Linked DNA regions of Mus musculus: all the other regions are linked to region 5. A link is a contact called in public HiChIP or PLAC-seq and promoter capture Hi-C data. All regions are on one chromosome and are shown on one strand. The core of a region is the stretch at or near the end of the contact, and the rest is flanking DNA. Distances in the headings are between cores, read along the strand shown.

What was found. Promoter capture Hi-C pulls out the DNA fragments that hold promoters and counts their contacts. HiChIP or PLAC-seq counts read pairs in DNA pulled down with a chosen protein or histone mark.
Region 1: a contact with region 5 is called in a promoter capture Hi-C map of liver, with 4 times the contacts expected there. The contact joins the promoter of Tdg here to the promoter of Cdc34 in region 5. A contact is called at or near these places in 3 of 39 promoter capture datasets (hippocampal neurons, liver and pre-B cells), 2 of 484 Hi-C or Micro-C datasets (B cells and muscle stem cells) and 1 of 9 other capture datasets (liver).
Region 2: a contact with region 5 is called in a promoter capture Hi-C map of pre-B cells, with 3 times the contacts expected there. The contact joins the promoter of Slc19a1 here to the promoter of Cdc34 in region 5. A contact is called at or near these places in 2 of 39 promoter capture datasets (the C10 cell line and pre-B cells).
Region 3: a contact with region 5 is called in a promoter capture Hi-C map of liver, with 4 times the contacts expected there. The contact joins the promoter of Zfp873 here to the promoter of Cdc34 in region 5. A contact is called at or near these places in 2 of 39 promoter capture datasets (hippocampal neurons and liver) and 1 of 9 other capture datasets (liver).
Region 4: a contact with region 5 is called in an H3K27ac HiChIP or PLAC-seq map of bone marrow-derived dendritic cells, with 6 times the contacts expected there. The contact joins the promoter of Itgb2 here to the promoter of Cdc34 in region 5. A contact is called at or near these places in 1 of 39 promoter capture datasets (pre-B cells) and 1 of 115 datasets of contacts at active chromatin or transcription factors (bone marrow-derived dendritic cells).

The regions. Positions count from the first base shown.
Region 1 is chr10:82,628,574-82,631,710 of GRCm38.p6, reverse strand. Tdg (thymine DNA glycosylase) reads right to left here and starts at 1,873. Exons shown (of 10, transcript NM_172552.4): 1 at 1,673-1,873. The coding sequence starts at 1,695.
Region 2 is chr10:77,031,706-77,034,622 of GRCm38.p6, reverse strand. It overlaps Slc19a1 (solute carrier family 19 (folate transporter), member 1), which reads right to left and starts at 1,411. Exons shown (of 6, transcript NM_031196.3): 1 at 1,276-1,411.
Region 3 is chr10:82,046,577-82,049,425 of GRCm38.p6, reverse strand. It overlaps Zfp873 (zinc finger protein 873), which reads right to left and starts at 1,303. Exons shown (of 4, transcript NM_001319203.1): 1 at 1,197-1,303. The coding sequence starts at 1,199. Gm46195 (a long non-coding RNA gene) reads left to right here and starts at 1,378. Exons shown (of 2, transcript XR_001779681.1): 1 at 1,378-1,537; 2 at 1,840-2,849.
Region 4 is chr10:77,528,777-77,531,854 of GRCm38.p6, reverse strand. It overlaps Itgb2 (integrin beta 2), which reads right to left and starts at 1,485. Exons shown (of 16, transcript NM_008404.5): 1 at 1,396-1,485.
Region 5 is chr10:79,680,912-79,684,099 of GRCm38.p6, reverse strand. Cdc34 (cell division cycle 34) reads right to left here and starts at 1,905. Exons shown (of 5, transcript NM_177613.2): 1 at 1,510-1,905. The coding sequence starts at 1,686.

The sequences.
Region 1 (3,137 bases), core at 624-3,123, 2.9 Mb before region 5:
ATCTTAGCACATGGCCCCGAGGGCTGGCCTGATGCAGCAGGATCAGCCCAAACAAAACATGACACGTGATGTCTCGGGGCTACTGACAGGGAAGCAGACAAACTAGCATGGAGGGCCGATATCTGCCCAGCTCTAGTGCTTTTAAGCCTATTATAAAAATCGAAAGAACTTTGTGTCTTATATTTGGGAACTAAATGATCTGAGGTGAGGTAGAAACCCCCAAATGATATTTACTGCAACACACACAGCTCCAGGGAGCTGGCAGTGTGGACCGTGAAGGAACACCACATACACATCTGCTGCTGACAGCGCTACACGGAGAATGCACACTTACCCGTGCGTTAGCTCCTACATGCAGAGTGCAGGAAGACTTTAGGACTAGTCAGAATTTCCAGTTCCTGCTGGGCCTGGGAGGAAAGGCCCATAACCCCAGCCATCTGAGAGGCTGAGGCATGAGGCTCATGAATTTAAGGTCCACCGGAGCTACAGAGTGAAGCCAAGGGTAGCCAAGGCAACACAGCAAGACCTTTCAAAATAACGAGTAAGAAGATGGCTGAGGGACATGACTCAGTGGTAAGCTTGCTTAGCACACTGGAGGCTCTGGGCTCAATCCCCAACCACACACTCCCAAATAATAATAAAAATCTGGGTTCATTTTTAAATCATTTCAGTAGTATGACATCAAGGTCTTACACACACACACTATTTAGTCTTGGGTTAGAGAGAGAGAGAGACAGACCACACACACGTACACACACATGTAATATTGTGCCTCTTTTTGTTAATGATTCACTATTGCATCCATTCAGCATGTATTTATGTAGACTCCAGTTCAACCTATCAGTTCTACAAACCCCTCTGAAAGTTGGGCCGGCATATTTCCCACTTTCACCAGCAGGTCCCTGGCACCCTGTAGTTGGTAAAGGCTTTAAGATAGGTCTACCTGTCCTGTGAGTAGAGGCCCTTCTGCAGTGTCCCTTGGATCTTTGAGTGGTAAACCAGACTTTCATTTCAACTCCCATGGACTGCCATCAGCCCCCGTCAATCTGCTCAAAGATGTACCATAATACAGCCGTCGAGTGGGAAGGCGGGCTGAAGACAGAATCTCTTGCCTAAGTTCAATGTCCATTTGCCACTTAGAGGCAAGCTAATTCTTCGCCAGGCAGGGCTAATACCTAAATCTCCATTCCTTTTACCTGCGAAGACCTTGCCATTTTGTTTTTCTTAGCTTTCTGCGAAGAGTCTAAATCCCCAAACCTATACTTTGTCAGGCCCGCCCTGACATCCCCATTACCACTAAGGGACAATTTTAAAGACCATCCCAGAATGAAAGACATCTACAGATTGACTTCTTAGCGTGTTATACACACTCCACAGCAATAGTATCTATCCCGCGAGGATGAGAAGGACCCCGCAGCAACCGCGGCCACAGGGTACCCGCTTCGCCTTTACAGTCCACGGTGACGGAGGGTGAAGAACCGCGCGGGCGGAGGCTGCGGCCGGGCACACACCACCTTTTAAAGCTCGCGGGTACGGGAGGCAGAGGACGTGCGCGGACCTGGGAGGGGGGGGGGACGTGTGGGGAGCGGGGAGGTCCCCACTGCGCACGCGCAAGCCGGCCTTTGTGCGGGCCGCGGCCCTGACCGACCCCAGCCGCGAGCGCCCGCGTTACCTGCGCGCGGCCTCTGCGTCCATGGCGGCGCCGCCGAGGGTACGGCCACTCCTGCCGAGCCCACGGGCGCCCGCTCTGCCGCTCAGCGCGCGGACTCACCACAGGATCGGGGCGGCCGGTGGATGGACGGCGCTGGCCTCGGCCCCTCCCACGCTGCTACATCACCGCGGCGAGTCCCCAGCGCACTTCCGTCCCCCTCCGAGGAGGCCGGCGGCCTCGCCATCACGTGATGCTGGCCAGGCCAATGGCGTGTCCTTTTCGGGGCGCCCCGACCGCCGCTTAGCCTTTCGGGAAACGTGGATCTCGGCGAGGATGGGGAGCGCCCGGCTGACGTCAGCTTTTGTGGGCTCTAAGTTTCCTTGAAGGTGTGGGTTAAGGGTGATGGCCTTTAGGATGTATTATGCGTGGTGGCAAATTCATGTCTTTTCACCTCAAATTTTGTGCGGATTAAAAGCTACCTGACTTGGGGCTCACAGAGCCTGAGCTACCAACCAGGGAGCTTTCAGGAGCTGGACCTAGACCCCTCTACACGTTTGTAGCAAATGTGAAGCTTGGTGTCCGTGTGAGTCCCCTACAAGTGGAACAGGGGCTGTCTAGGTCTCTGTTCCTTGCCAGTGGACCCAGCGCGGACTGGGGGAAGAGGACTGCGTGTTTCCTCAGTGGGAAAGGATGTGCCTACACTTGCTGAGATTAGATGTACCAGAGTCTTACCCAAGTGGGGCTTCCTCTTCTCTGAGAAGAGAAGGGGGCAGGATTTGTAAGCGTGGGACTGGGTGGGGGTGGGGCTGTGAACGGGACGTAAAGTTAATTAAATTAAAATGAAAACAACCACCCCCTCCCCCGCAACTATGTGTCTTGGCTGGGCGACCCAGCATTTGCATAGACAGTGGCAGGCAGAACTAAGTTCGAGGCTGGCCTGGTTTATAGAGCGAGTTTCAGGACAGGCAATACTACACAGAGAAACTCCGTCGTGAAAAACTAAAATGATAATTATAATAATGATAAATAAATATTGTGCCTTACACAAAACAACATTCTTTCTTTTCAATTGTCTTTCTTGTCAATTCCTGTGATGAGGAGTAGGGCTGATTGGAACTGGAAAACCTAAGATTGGAAGCCACCAATGTTTGGGCCTCAGTTTACTAATCTGTAAGGGGAAGCTCTTGGTAGATTACAAAGATTTCCATAAACAGTTGTCTACGTTGGAGATGGACAAACACTCGCCTAGATGCTAGATGCATCTCTGCTTTAGAACCTTAGACAGCAATCTCACCTCGATTTCTCGGAGGTTCTTTTGGTTTTTGAGATAATTACAAAACTGTGTACCCCTGACTTGGCTTAGAGCTTTGCAGCTGTAGTCCAGGCTGGCCTCAACCTGAGGCAAGTCTCCTGTTCACTCTCTTGCATACTGACTGGGATTACAGGGCATGTATCACCATACTTGACTTTCGGAGGTTCTAAGAGT
Region 2 (2,917 bases), core at 162-2,661, 2.6 Mb after region 5:
GGGGCACTACACAGTCCTTTCTGACCAGCCTAGCACCCGTGTGAGAGATGGGGGTAGGGGTGGAGGTGGGTAAGAAGTGTGGAATACAACTGTTCACAAACTTCTTTCCAAGGCCCACTTTCTTTTTATCTTGAAACAGGAAGGTTCCTTTTAATTAAGGAAGGGGGGAAAACAAACGCCAATGCCCTTCTCCCATTGTGGTGGCTGAGTGTTGACTGTATCTTTGCCACTGGCTCAAATGCCCAGAATCAATCTCTTTCCTCAGCCCCAGTGCCTTGTTGGAAGGCACACATCCGGCTCCCTAGCCCGGAGAATGTGTCAGGCTCTGCAAAGTCAGAGGCTCTGTGCCCTGCTGAGTCCATCTGAGCAGCTCCCGGAGTCCTTGAGTCTCACTGGGAGGAGGCTACTTCTTAACAGTCAGGCAAGCAAGTCTAAGGATTTAGTCTATCCTCTCCACTGAGAGAAGGCCCACAAACATCTTCTAGCCCCCTGAGGTTCCGACCAACATCGTGAAGACAGGGAAGTTAGGATGGGAACACTCACCGGGTGAGGAGTCACGTCAATATGGTTTATTCCTAGGCTATTAGCCAAGTCTAGTATCCCTGTCACAGAGATGCTGGAAGTACAGAAAAGACTGGCTACTACAGGCAGCCTGTACAAGCTGCAGATTCCACCTGTTCCAAAGGGAAGTTGTTAACAGTTGTCAGGGTGCCTACAACCTCTGAGCTAAACAATGAGCCTTGGAGGCGCGCCACGTCCAGGGCGTGGGCAGTGGGGTTTCCTTGCAGGCAACACGTGCTCTAAAGTCGCTGGGGCAGGCGCACGTGGTGATTCCTGACCTGAGGAAGATACTTTGAAAGCAAAAGAACTCCGTTCCAGAGGAATGACAAGGAGAGAAATGGCGCTCAAAGGTCCCACTAGGCAGCCTGGGGATTTATCCTCCCGACGGTTCTGCAACCATGAGCCCAGGATGCGGGCCAGCACTCAGACTCTTGCCCCGAGGCTCGTAACGCTGAGGTCCTCACCTATACTCTGTATTCACAGAAGGACCCTGACACCCCACAGATACTAGCCCGTGTCCCACACCTATCCTACTGCCCCTATGCATCCCAAAGACTTCTGCTTGTCTTCCACCCAGCAGACCCCGCATGCGCCTTCCGCACGCTACAAACCCTGCCTGGAGCTTTGTAGTCGCGCCAAGGACTCCGCGGTCCTCTGTAGTGGAGAATTCAGCCCGCTTTCGTCTTCAGGACACCGGAAGGAACAGAACCGTACCTTGCACTACCCCGTGGCTCCCCAGGCACGCATAGAATGGATTCCTAGCTCTGCGTCCCACAGGCCTGTGGCTGATTCAACGCGCACACGCAGACTACAACACCCAAAAACCCGCGCGTAGGCTCAAGGGCCGCATGGAGAGGCGTGGTTACCTGACTGACCACGCCCCGAAGGAGTGGCCAGCGTGGTAGACAGGAGGCGCAGCCGCAGAACTTCCAGGAGGCGGGGCAAACACCTGGCTACACCCGCAGCTACTTCCACAGGGGGTTCATGCACGCGCCCTCTACACTTGGAGATTTACTACCGGGTGGGTCTTGTGGTTCCCTGAGGAGCGGACGACCGGTGGCGCGTCTGCTAGCCTGTGCCCTAAGAACCTACATCTCTAGACTCCAGGCCCCCTTCAGTACGCTCGCCCAGTGTTCGGGCTCCTGTGCTTCCTCCTCAAGCCGACCCTCTCTGTCCGCCTCTCCAATAAGTCCCTTCTTCCCCGCCCCCTTCCATCCCGTCTCCTCTTCACCCAACCCCTGGGCCCCGCAGCCCGCCTGAGCCCCTTTACGAGCCCCCTACCCGTCCAGCGCTTGACCGGGTCTCAGCTCACAGCAGATTGCTTGATCTGATCGAGCACAGAGGTGACCGCCCGGCCTAAGACCAAGCAAGGCCCCTCCCCGGGTCCGCCCCTGACCCCTGCTGGCCTGCAGAAGTCTGCGCTGGCTCTGTCCGGCTCCTCTTGAGACGAGCGCCCCGCGACCACCTGCTAAAGCATTCCAGGCACCAAGGCATTGACCGCTAGATATAGACTGCACCAGCTGTGCACGCCCTTCGTTTGGGTATCAGCGTCTTTAGGTTCCAAGGGCACCGACGGATTGCGCTGAGCTATGCATGGAGACCCCCTACACACACACACACACACACACACACACACACACACACACACAAAACCTTACTCACCTTGTATCAACCTACTTGACTGTTAACAGGGACAGAAGTCTGGCCTAAGCGTTTTAGGCCCCACCCCACCCTCCTTCACCACCAATCCCCCAATCTTTCAAACTCTCACCCCAGCAGGGATGTTCAGCTGATGCTCAGCAGGTGGAGGCTGCTAGCAGCCTGAGGTGGGTTGGGAGAGGGCGGGGCTCCCTGAAACCAGCCTCTTTCCTCCTGATGGGTTTTGGCGGAGTACTTGCGAGGGCAGCAAAGTAGAACGAATGGAGAGGGGCATGGGTCCAAAGAGGAATGGCCGACCAGCAACTCTGGTTTAATAGATTCCCAAGGTGGTGGGGTGCCGGGAGGTTAGACTATAGGTATGGTCATCTATACGAATGGGGTCCCAGGTGTGAGAACCCAGTCTCCACACCAGCACGGCTCCTCCCCAGCCCATGGGGGCCACACCCCTCTGGACTTGGGCCTTCTTGGTACATGCAAAGGTGCTGGCCACCTAGTTGCTATACAAGGGAATCAGGAAGCTAGAGTGCTTCTCTGGCCAGAGATGTGGAAAGCAATGGCGGGCCTCATGGCACGTTTGGAAAACGCACTGGCTCCTCTCTACAAGTTGGCAGCAGGCATGCATGCGCTCTTGGGGCTGGCTGCTACCCCCACCTCCTGCCTGGGAAATCTGCAGGACCCTTGCCATTAACCACGCCAG
Region 3 (2,849 bases), core at 54-2,553, 2.4 Mb before region 5:
CAAGACTTTTAACAAACCTCAATCACCTTAACCCTCAGTTTTCAGCCTGTGAAATGGGCACACTCACATGCAAATTTTTCAAAGTCTGTCAAGTTTAAGACAGAAGAGATGGCTCAGCAACTAAGACTTCTGCTCTAGTGGAAGAGCTGGGTTTGGTTCCCAGCACTAACATGGTGGTAAAAAATTATTCCTAGATCCTGGTGGCGACATCTAATGGCCTCTTTGGTCTTCTATGGACACCAAACACCCAACTGATAAACACAAATACAAGAAAGCCAAACACTTGTGTACAAGAAACAAATGTAGTAAATTAAAAGTACAGATCCCCATATCTCTTATATGTCACCATGGATAAAATGGCCAGAAATACACAGAAGTGGGACAAATATCGGTTGCCAAAACTATAAATATATAATAAAAAAAAAAAAATCAACGAATTCAATCAAAGGAGAGAAATTGCAAGATTGTAGACAAGAAGTCTCAGTATTATTGCAGGACACAATCTGAGCTATGGATTCAACAAACGTCCACTAAAGAGTCTAACGATTTCTGCAATGAACGACAGAAAGCCGATGACAAAAGGTCAGCATGAAAGAAAACATGAACACACAAGGCTGAATAAACAGCACAGTGACACCGTCTGGCTTCTAAGTTACCCTACACCTGCGATAAAGACTGTGCTGTTTGAGAAAGAAAGAGACCAACAAAACACGAGAGAGCACTCAGAAACAGCAACACAGTTAATGTAGGTAACCCAGTAAGTCTGGTCTTACACATGGGATTGGACCACGGTGGCATCTGCATGCGAATGTGTTAATAGCACAGACTTTACACCTGCGCAGAATTCACTGGAGATGGAGCCCACACCTGAATGGCAAATGCCAAGTGAAGAACTTCTAGAAGACTCTAGAGAAACTAGAGCTCTGCAAGTCAGAAAATCTGGCTACCGTGAAACCCGCGCATGCGCGTGCACTGAATGGTGCTTTGCACTTTGCGGACAGCAGGTCCGGCGTCCCAAGTTGTACGCAGGCGCAGAGAGGGGAACTAAGTCGATCAGAGGTCCCGCCTCCGCCTGGGAGATGAGGGGACCTCAGGGGGAACAAAGGGAATCACACCGGGCCCCGCGTCTCGCCGCCGGTTCCCGCACCCCGGGCTCCCGCAGATCCTCCCCGCGTGGGGACGGCGGCCCCGCTCACCATGGTGCGGATTCCGGGCTCACCCACTCTCCTCACAGCTCCTAGCAGCAGTTGAAAAAGCAGCACACAGAACCACAAGAGCTTCCCTAAGACTCACAGTCAAACCTGCAGCATGGTGGCGGAAGTGCCCGCCTCCGTTCTGACTGGCAGTCCGAATCCAGGCTCTGATTGGTTAATAAGGCCTCTGTGACAGGCGCTAACACTCTAGAGTCAAGAGTGCCTTACAGGGACAATGCACAGTGGTTTGCAGGGACAGAACTTTCCCAGAGCTGTGGAGATTGGCATTGCAGCTGAACTTGTGCCTGGATTGCAAAGTCATTCCGGCACTTCTCCTTCACACAGTAGGTATTTCCCCTTCTTCCTCCTGGGCACAGAATGTTAGGTCCTACAACCAGGGATAAAAAACTAAGGTGGGTACTTTATCAGCGCAGAGGCTGTCTGTCAACTTCTCCCTGCATCCCTCAGTCCATACTGCTTACAGAGTTGGCTGGCATGCCCCGACCCTACCCTGAACTTCTACAGCCCTGCTTCCCACAGCGGCCCTTCCCTTTATAATCCAACCATTTAGATTACCTAGGGGTGGGGATGTATTTTTATTTTTCATCTACCCTTTACATTCCCGATCTCTTGGTCTGCCTGAGAGGCTATTGATGGAGCCTAGTTGGAGCACAAGACCAGAGCATACTGGAGAGCCCAAAACCAAGGGATGATCACCAAGAACAGCGCAGAGTGCTACAGAGGGCAGAGCTGGAGATATGACTCAAGCCCTTTGGAGGAGCCCAGAAGATAATGTGTGTGGATCCCCAACATTGGAACAAGAAGGTGTGAAGTTGAAGTTGCCTCGGAGACTATATTAGAGATGCCAGAGCCATAGAATACCTGCCAAGGAAAACTGCTAATAGGAAGTGGAGCCAGCCAAGAGAAAGAATTGTGTTTCAGTCACCAAAGCTGAAAGGAGTTAGAGATTAGACATGAAAATGCAGAGTTTGGCGTTTCCCCAGCTGATTTCTGGTCTGGCTTTGGTCCAGTATTTCCTCACTATAATTTTGGACTGGTCATGTGCATCCTGTGATGTTGAAAATACACAATTTCCATTATGATTGAGATTTTTTTTCAGGTGATTACAGTTAAGAGATTGCATAAGTCTCAGAAGAGACTCTGAACTTTGGACTTTTAAACATTGTTGAGACTATGATATACTATGGGGACTTTTGCATTGTGGCTATGATGGCCCCTATAGACTTGTGTGTTTAAACAAGGATGTAAGGCCAGGAAATGGAATGTGGTGGTTTGAATGTGCTTGGCCCATGGGGATTGGCACGACTCAGGTGTGTCAATGTTGGGGTAGGTATGGCCTTGGAAGATGTGTGGCACTTAGCGAGGTGGGTGTTGAGGCTCCTATGGTCAAGCTTCATCCAGTGTGGGAGACTGCCTCCTCGTGGCTACCTAGGGAAGACAGCCTGTCCTGTACTGGGTACAATCAGATCAAGATGTAGAACTCTTGGCTCCTTCAACACCTTGACTGCCTGCTCACTGCTATGCTCCTACCATGATGATAATGGACTGAACCTCTGACAATGTAAGCCAGCCCCAACTAAATAGATTTCTTTATAAGACTTGCCATGGTCATGGTGTTTTTTCATAGCAATAGAA
Region 4 (3,078 bases), core at 236-2,735, 2.2 Mb after region 5:
AGATGTGAATAAAGTAGCTGAGTCAGAACCTGCACCTCCCTACAGAGTCACCCCACCAGGGCTCCATGTAGCTCCACACACACATTCAACACCCCACACCCCTATCCCCAGCCCTACCACCTGCAGAGAACCACCTGCACCTGAGTGATGATAGATTGTAGCTAGCGGGAGCCTCAGTAGTCTCCACGGCTCACTCCTCATGGGAGTGAGTTTTGAAGGGAATTTTGAGTCATTATTGACTGCAGACATTTGGAGTTTGCAGAGCCAGTCAGCCCACCCTCTCATTTCCCCAGAGTTCAGTGGCCTCCCCAGTTCACACCCTTTCTCCATAGAGAGCAGAAGGCTTCCTCCCAAGCTGTGTATCAAAGATAGCCCCCGGCCCCCTGCAGCACTTCCTGCAAAGGATGATTGCATGGTTCCTCCACAATCGCAGTGAACACAATTCACCCCAGCCTAATGCATGCCTGCGGCAAGACTGTGTCCACATATGTCAACAGAGAAATGTTGGAGAAAGGAGGAGATAGGAAACTTGGGCCTCTCCAGCCCTAACTAACCCTCAGGACTTGCTCATTTTACTCCTGCTTATGGCAGCAGTCAACAATCTCTCATCTGCTCACTCACTGGTGGATGTAGAAAGGGTGTCTGTCACCTGACACCTTCCCCCTATCTGGGATATGACCCTGTGGTTGCTGGCCCCAGGCCTGGCCACTATGGTATGTGGGTGGGATTCTTGGGTAGAGGACTTCCTTATTATCTGCTATGCTGTAAGCTGGGCTGGGCATTTTGGAGCCCAGGTTCCAGAGACTTGCAGGGTAGACTGAGAATCACCCCCCCCCCCACACACACATACACACTCCCCACACGCCATTTTAAAGCAGATGGGGACAATGGACATCTCAGCAGCTCCTTCTCTTGCTCATTACCTCCAATCTGACACTCACCTTCATGACCATAAGTATCTACTTCCATTCATAGTAGGTGGGTGTCAGTATGTGACCCCTTCCCTCCCACAATCTGTCCCAGCCACCTCCACCACCACCCCTACCCCTTATCATAGCTGACCTTCCTCAGTCCCGGGCATCCACGACTATCACAGAGAGAGAATCAACACAGTCGGCTGCCTGCTGACCCACAGTTACAGATGTTCCCAGCGCTCCTGAAACTCTGCTCAGCTGTGGTACCAGGCCTCCCATCCCTGGACGTCAGTCAGGAGAGTCTGAATAGCCAGAAGCCACATGTACAAGACCATTTTTTTGACAGATAGGCAAGGTGAGAGATGGGGAAAGGCCACCAGTGCCTGTCGGGCTGGAGTCATAAAGAGAAATTCCACCGGAAGAGCCCACTTCTGAGGTGTTTCCCATAAGAGCTACCTGAACACAGGAGCCCTGCACTCACCCCCTCTCAGTCCCAGGAAGCCTCCACTCCGAGAATCTGACTGGAGATGTCTTTGCCTACTTCTTGCCAGCTGGCTGTGTGGTTGTGTCTAAAGAACACAGCCGCTGAGGCCCCCCCGCCTGACACTTCCTGTTCTAAGTCAGCGCCCAGGAGGAAGTTGAGTGACATTTGGCTGATTGGCCCACATGTGGGTATCACCTCAGCCCCTTTACACGTGGGACGTTAGAGAAGAGACACTGAGAGAGGGAGGGGCTTGTAGGCGATGACAAGCTTTTACGGCAAGAGTGGAGGGGCTACTGTTGGAAGCAGCAGCCATTGATAGCATCGAGGGGCTCTCTCACATGTCAAGAAGAGGTAGGGATTCATGGACCAGCAGGCGGAAGCAGAGGCTGATTGTGTGGGTTCTCAGTCTGGGAGAAGGACCCAGCTACAAGTGGATGGGCTGAGGTGGTAGCCCACTCGAGGAAGCAGGCGAATGGGAAGAAGGAGGCAGGGGAAGGTCCTGGGCAGAGAAATGGGGCAGAGTGGGGCATGGAGGGATGTGTTAAGTAACACTGTAGGAGCTCAATCACAAAGTTAGTGGTGAACAAAACCCCACCTGACTAGTTGCAAGAGGAGAGAGGGCAGAAAGAGAGACACCAAAGGGAGTTGGGAACCTTTAGCATAAGATTTGAGATGTCAGCCTTGTTGAGAAACAGTTAATTCTTTCCGCAACAATGTTTCATGGTTACATCCCACTACCTGCATCTTTAGAGTTACATGCTGAAATGCTCGCAAATGGTAGAAAAACATGGCAGATTTTCTTCCTTGTAATCAGGATGGGGGTTGGAGGTGGGTGTGGATACAAGACAGAGGCCAGGAGGTGACCACAGCGGAGGGTTGGGGGGGGGGGTGTTGGCTGAAGACCTGGGTGTTCATGTGTTACTCTTTCTTCGTGTAGTATGCTTGGTAGAATTTTTAAAGACATAGTTACATGAAGATAAAGCTGTGGAGTGGGGACATCAGCTATGCAGGACATCCTGGTGATAATGGTTGAGAGGGTTACAAGAAGTTAATAGCCCTGAACCTTTATGCATATTTTCTATATCTTCTCACAGTTGAAAAAAAATGTGCAAAAGATGCCAACTGTTGAAAGAACATTGTTGGAAAGCAGGTGTATCAGTTCACACTTGTAATACCAGAATGTAGGATGCTGATGCGGGAGGACCACTGGCTCAGTGGTTAAGAGCACTGACTGCTCTTCCAGAGATCCTGAGTTCAAATCCCAGCAACCACATGGTGGCTCACAACCATCTGTAATTGGATCCGATGACCTCTTCTGGTGTGTCTGAAGATAGCTACAGTGTACTCATGTACATAAAAAAAACAAATACATCTTTTTTTTAAAAAAAAAAAAAAAAAAGGAGGACCGCTGTGAATTCAAGACCAGCCAGGCAGAACTGTAAGATCCTAGCTCATAAAGGACGGGGAACGGGGGACAAAAGTCAAGAATGAAAGACCTGCACATACTTGTAGAAAATACTAACAAACACCACCAAATATCAGAAAGGCATAGTTCAGAGGCCAGGGAGATAGCTCAGAGGGTAAAGTGCTTGCAACACAAACTTGATGACGTGAGCTCAGCACCCCATTGGGCATGCGCAAAGCTGGGTGTGGCTGTGTGTGCCTGGTACTCCAGAGCTG
Region 5 (3,188 bases), core at 656-3,155:
TGTCCAGACGAAGCTCCTCACAGTTGCCCCCTTACAGAGTCTCCCCATGTCTCAGCCACCCACACCATACAGGAGGCTCCCACGCTGACAGACTTGATTGACATCTTGCCGAGCATCCTAAGCTATCTCAAGAATTATGTGAGTCTAGGAGACTCTACCCACAATCCCTTTACAGATGAGGAACAGGTCAGGTGACCCTGCTCTGAACAGAACTTGTCCTCCTGGCAGTTCCCACTGCCCCTCCCAGCAAATACAGGAGACAAGGTGCTAAGAGCATCCAGATATTTCTTAATTCAGACCACATCCAGGTGGGAGGCAAGGAAGAAGACACACAAACAAATATCTACCATGGCCCTACACTAGGGACCCTAGATTGGCTGGGATTTGTGCATCCACCCGGTCCTCATCTTGTCCCTTTTGGCCCTAGCATGAGATTCTGTGATTCTGCTAGTTATTCTAGCCCCCAGTAAGCAGGATGATCTAACTGTGCTGATGGGGGTACCTATAGCTGGCCACACATTTCCAGTGTTGGAGGCTTCCCAGTGTTCCCTGCTCCCAACCACAAGAACATCTGGTGCATTGAGCGTGAAGCCACCAGAGGGCAGACGACACTATCTAGAAGGAAAAATCAGGCCCCTAAGAAGCCACCTGTTCAGTGGAACCTGAGAAAGGCTGTCAGGGTGGGGCAAACACAGAGCTCTAGGGTCCAGGGCCCAAAGAAGGAACCCAGGGTGTGGCTCCAAGATTCAGGGTGGACCCCCCACTGCCCCCTTGGAATGCATTACATAAAGCCTGGCTAGGGCTAAAGGTGGCTGTTGTCCAAGCAGGCAAGGCTGCCAAGGCCCTATCAGGGCCTCTACTGGAACTGGAGCAGGTGGCTGTCCAGGCTACACGTCCCTTCTCTGGGGACACATCGGCCAGCGGCTGCCCTGGTTCTGTGTTCCAGCGTAGGGGGCAGGGCCTTGGGATACCAGCTAGCAGCTGCCCGTGGTCCTTTATGTCTTGGGACAACCTAAGAACCTTTCCAGGTTTTACCACATGCTGGTAGGGTGAGGAACAACCTGGGAAAATGCTTGCCAGCAGGGGGCTCCAGAGGCTTCTGTGTCTTGGGGTAGGGGGAACTAACCGGAGGGGGGGGGTTGAGAGGGGGACGGGACAAGAAGGAAAACAACTGTCCCCGGAGAGACCCTTTACCAGAAGCATTATGGAAGGGTGGGGACAACAGGGAAAGATCCTTTCCCAGGTACAAGTTTAGTCCAGTGTAGGACAACCTGGGAACACGCTGACCAGCAGCAGGCTCTAGAGGCCCCTGCGTCTCGTGGTGGGGAGTTGCCTGGGCATGCGGCATACATTAGCAGTCCCTGATCCTGTAGCCTGTTGGAGGACAGCTTAGGGAGACCAGTCCCCGGGGTAAGGTCAGCACGTGCCCAACAAAAAAGGGAGGAGCCGCTTTGCACGAGGAGCCTGGGAGAGAGGCAGGCACAAAGAGGAAACTGAGGCTCTGCTCACCTTGAAGTAGCCGCCCTCATAGTAGGTGTTGGGGGGCCCGAAGATGGCCACCTCCCAGTTGTACAGGTCACCCTCGTCCACCAGCGTCACCCGGAAGCCCTCCACCGGCTCCTCCTGCAGCCCCTTCAGTTCCAGCAGCAGCGCCTTCTGCGAGCTTGGCACCAGCGGCCGGGCCATGGCGGTGGCGGCGGCGGCGACGGAGGGGCCCGGGGCCGGGCCGGGCCGCGGGACCGGCGCGAGCTCGCGAGACGGACCGGGTCGCGCGCCGGCAGGGGGAGAGCCGCCGCCTTCCTCCTCTGCACCGCCGCCGCCGCCGCCACCCGGGGACCCCGAAGGCTCCACTCGCTCTGGCGCCGCTGCCCGCCCGGCGCTCGCTTCGGCCCGGCCCGGCCCGCGCCTAACGCGCCTGCGCGCCGCAGCCGCCGGGCCTCGAATGCGCCTGCGCACCGGCTCCCGACCCCGAATGCGCCTGCGTGCCTCCTTCGGGCCCCGAAAGCGCTTGCGTGCCACACCCGGGCCTAGAGTGCGGCTGCGCGCCGCTGCTGCCGGGCCGGAAATGCACCTGCGCGCCACTGCCGGGTCTAGAATGCGCCTGTGCGACGCCTCCACCGGGTCCGGAATGTGTCTGCGCGCCCGCCCGCGGGGCACACCGGGAAGTGTAGTCGTCGTCCCCCGCCCTGCCGCGCAGGCGCCTTGCGTTTCCGAAGCTCCGGAGGCCGCCGTCGCCTCCGGCCGGAAGAGCTCCGCGGATGCCTGTGTGCGGGGTGGCCGGCAGGGCCGGGCTGCGCGCTGCGGAGTGGCAGCTGCGGCTTTGGGGGCCTTTTTTTGTGACGTTCAGGGGGCGTGGTTGTGGGTGGGGAATTGGGCGTGGCTTGTGCGGGAGCGGAGCAGGATCCGCCCCTGTTTCCCAGCATGAAGCGTTAGATGGCCCCATTTGGTCTCTATGGGCTCAGGTAGAAGCGCAGGGAATCAACGACTTGGGGTTTGCAGACGTGGCTTCCAGGAGGTGGAGTCTGAACCCCTTCAGACTGACCTTTGACCACACCCTAGTCTTGCTTAAATCGACCAGAAAGCAGTGGTGAGGCATAACCCAAAAGTTTACAGGATCCGGAACAGACACGCAAAGACCTTGAGGTTGTTCAGCACAGACACCCATAACTCCTTTCTTGGACATTTGGTCATTAGTATTGGTGGTGGCAGCATATTTAAGCTTTGCAGCAGGGTGTGTGTGTGGTGTACCCGTGACCTTTAGGGGTGGGTGGTTCTGTCCCTAGGCTGTACTGGCCACTCACCCTGACTGTGGGCGTTCTGGAGGACTACAGCTGCATCAACACTTGGGGCTGGGAAAGGGCAGCTCCCACCACAGGTGCTCCGACATCCTGTCATGTCGGGGATAGCAGGTAGACCTGTTTGGGGACAGGGAAACGGTGTCAAAGGTGGGGCTGGTTGATATGACCAGGGAAGAGCCCAGGGTCCAATGCCACTTCATGTGTGGCACTACCTTGGCTGTCCTCCCCCTGGGAGCCCTAGACTCTTGGGCTAGAAGTCTTTCTGGTCACGCTCTTTTCCAAGGACTTCCAGAAGTATCTGCCCCTGTTGTGCATGTCACACTGCCCATCTTACACTGTCACCTAGTTGTCAGCACATAGCAAGTAGCTCAGGTTTTCCTGTGTGTCTGA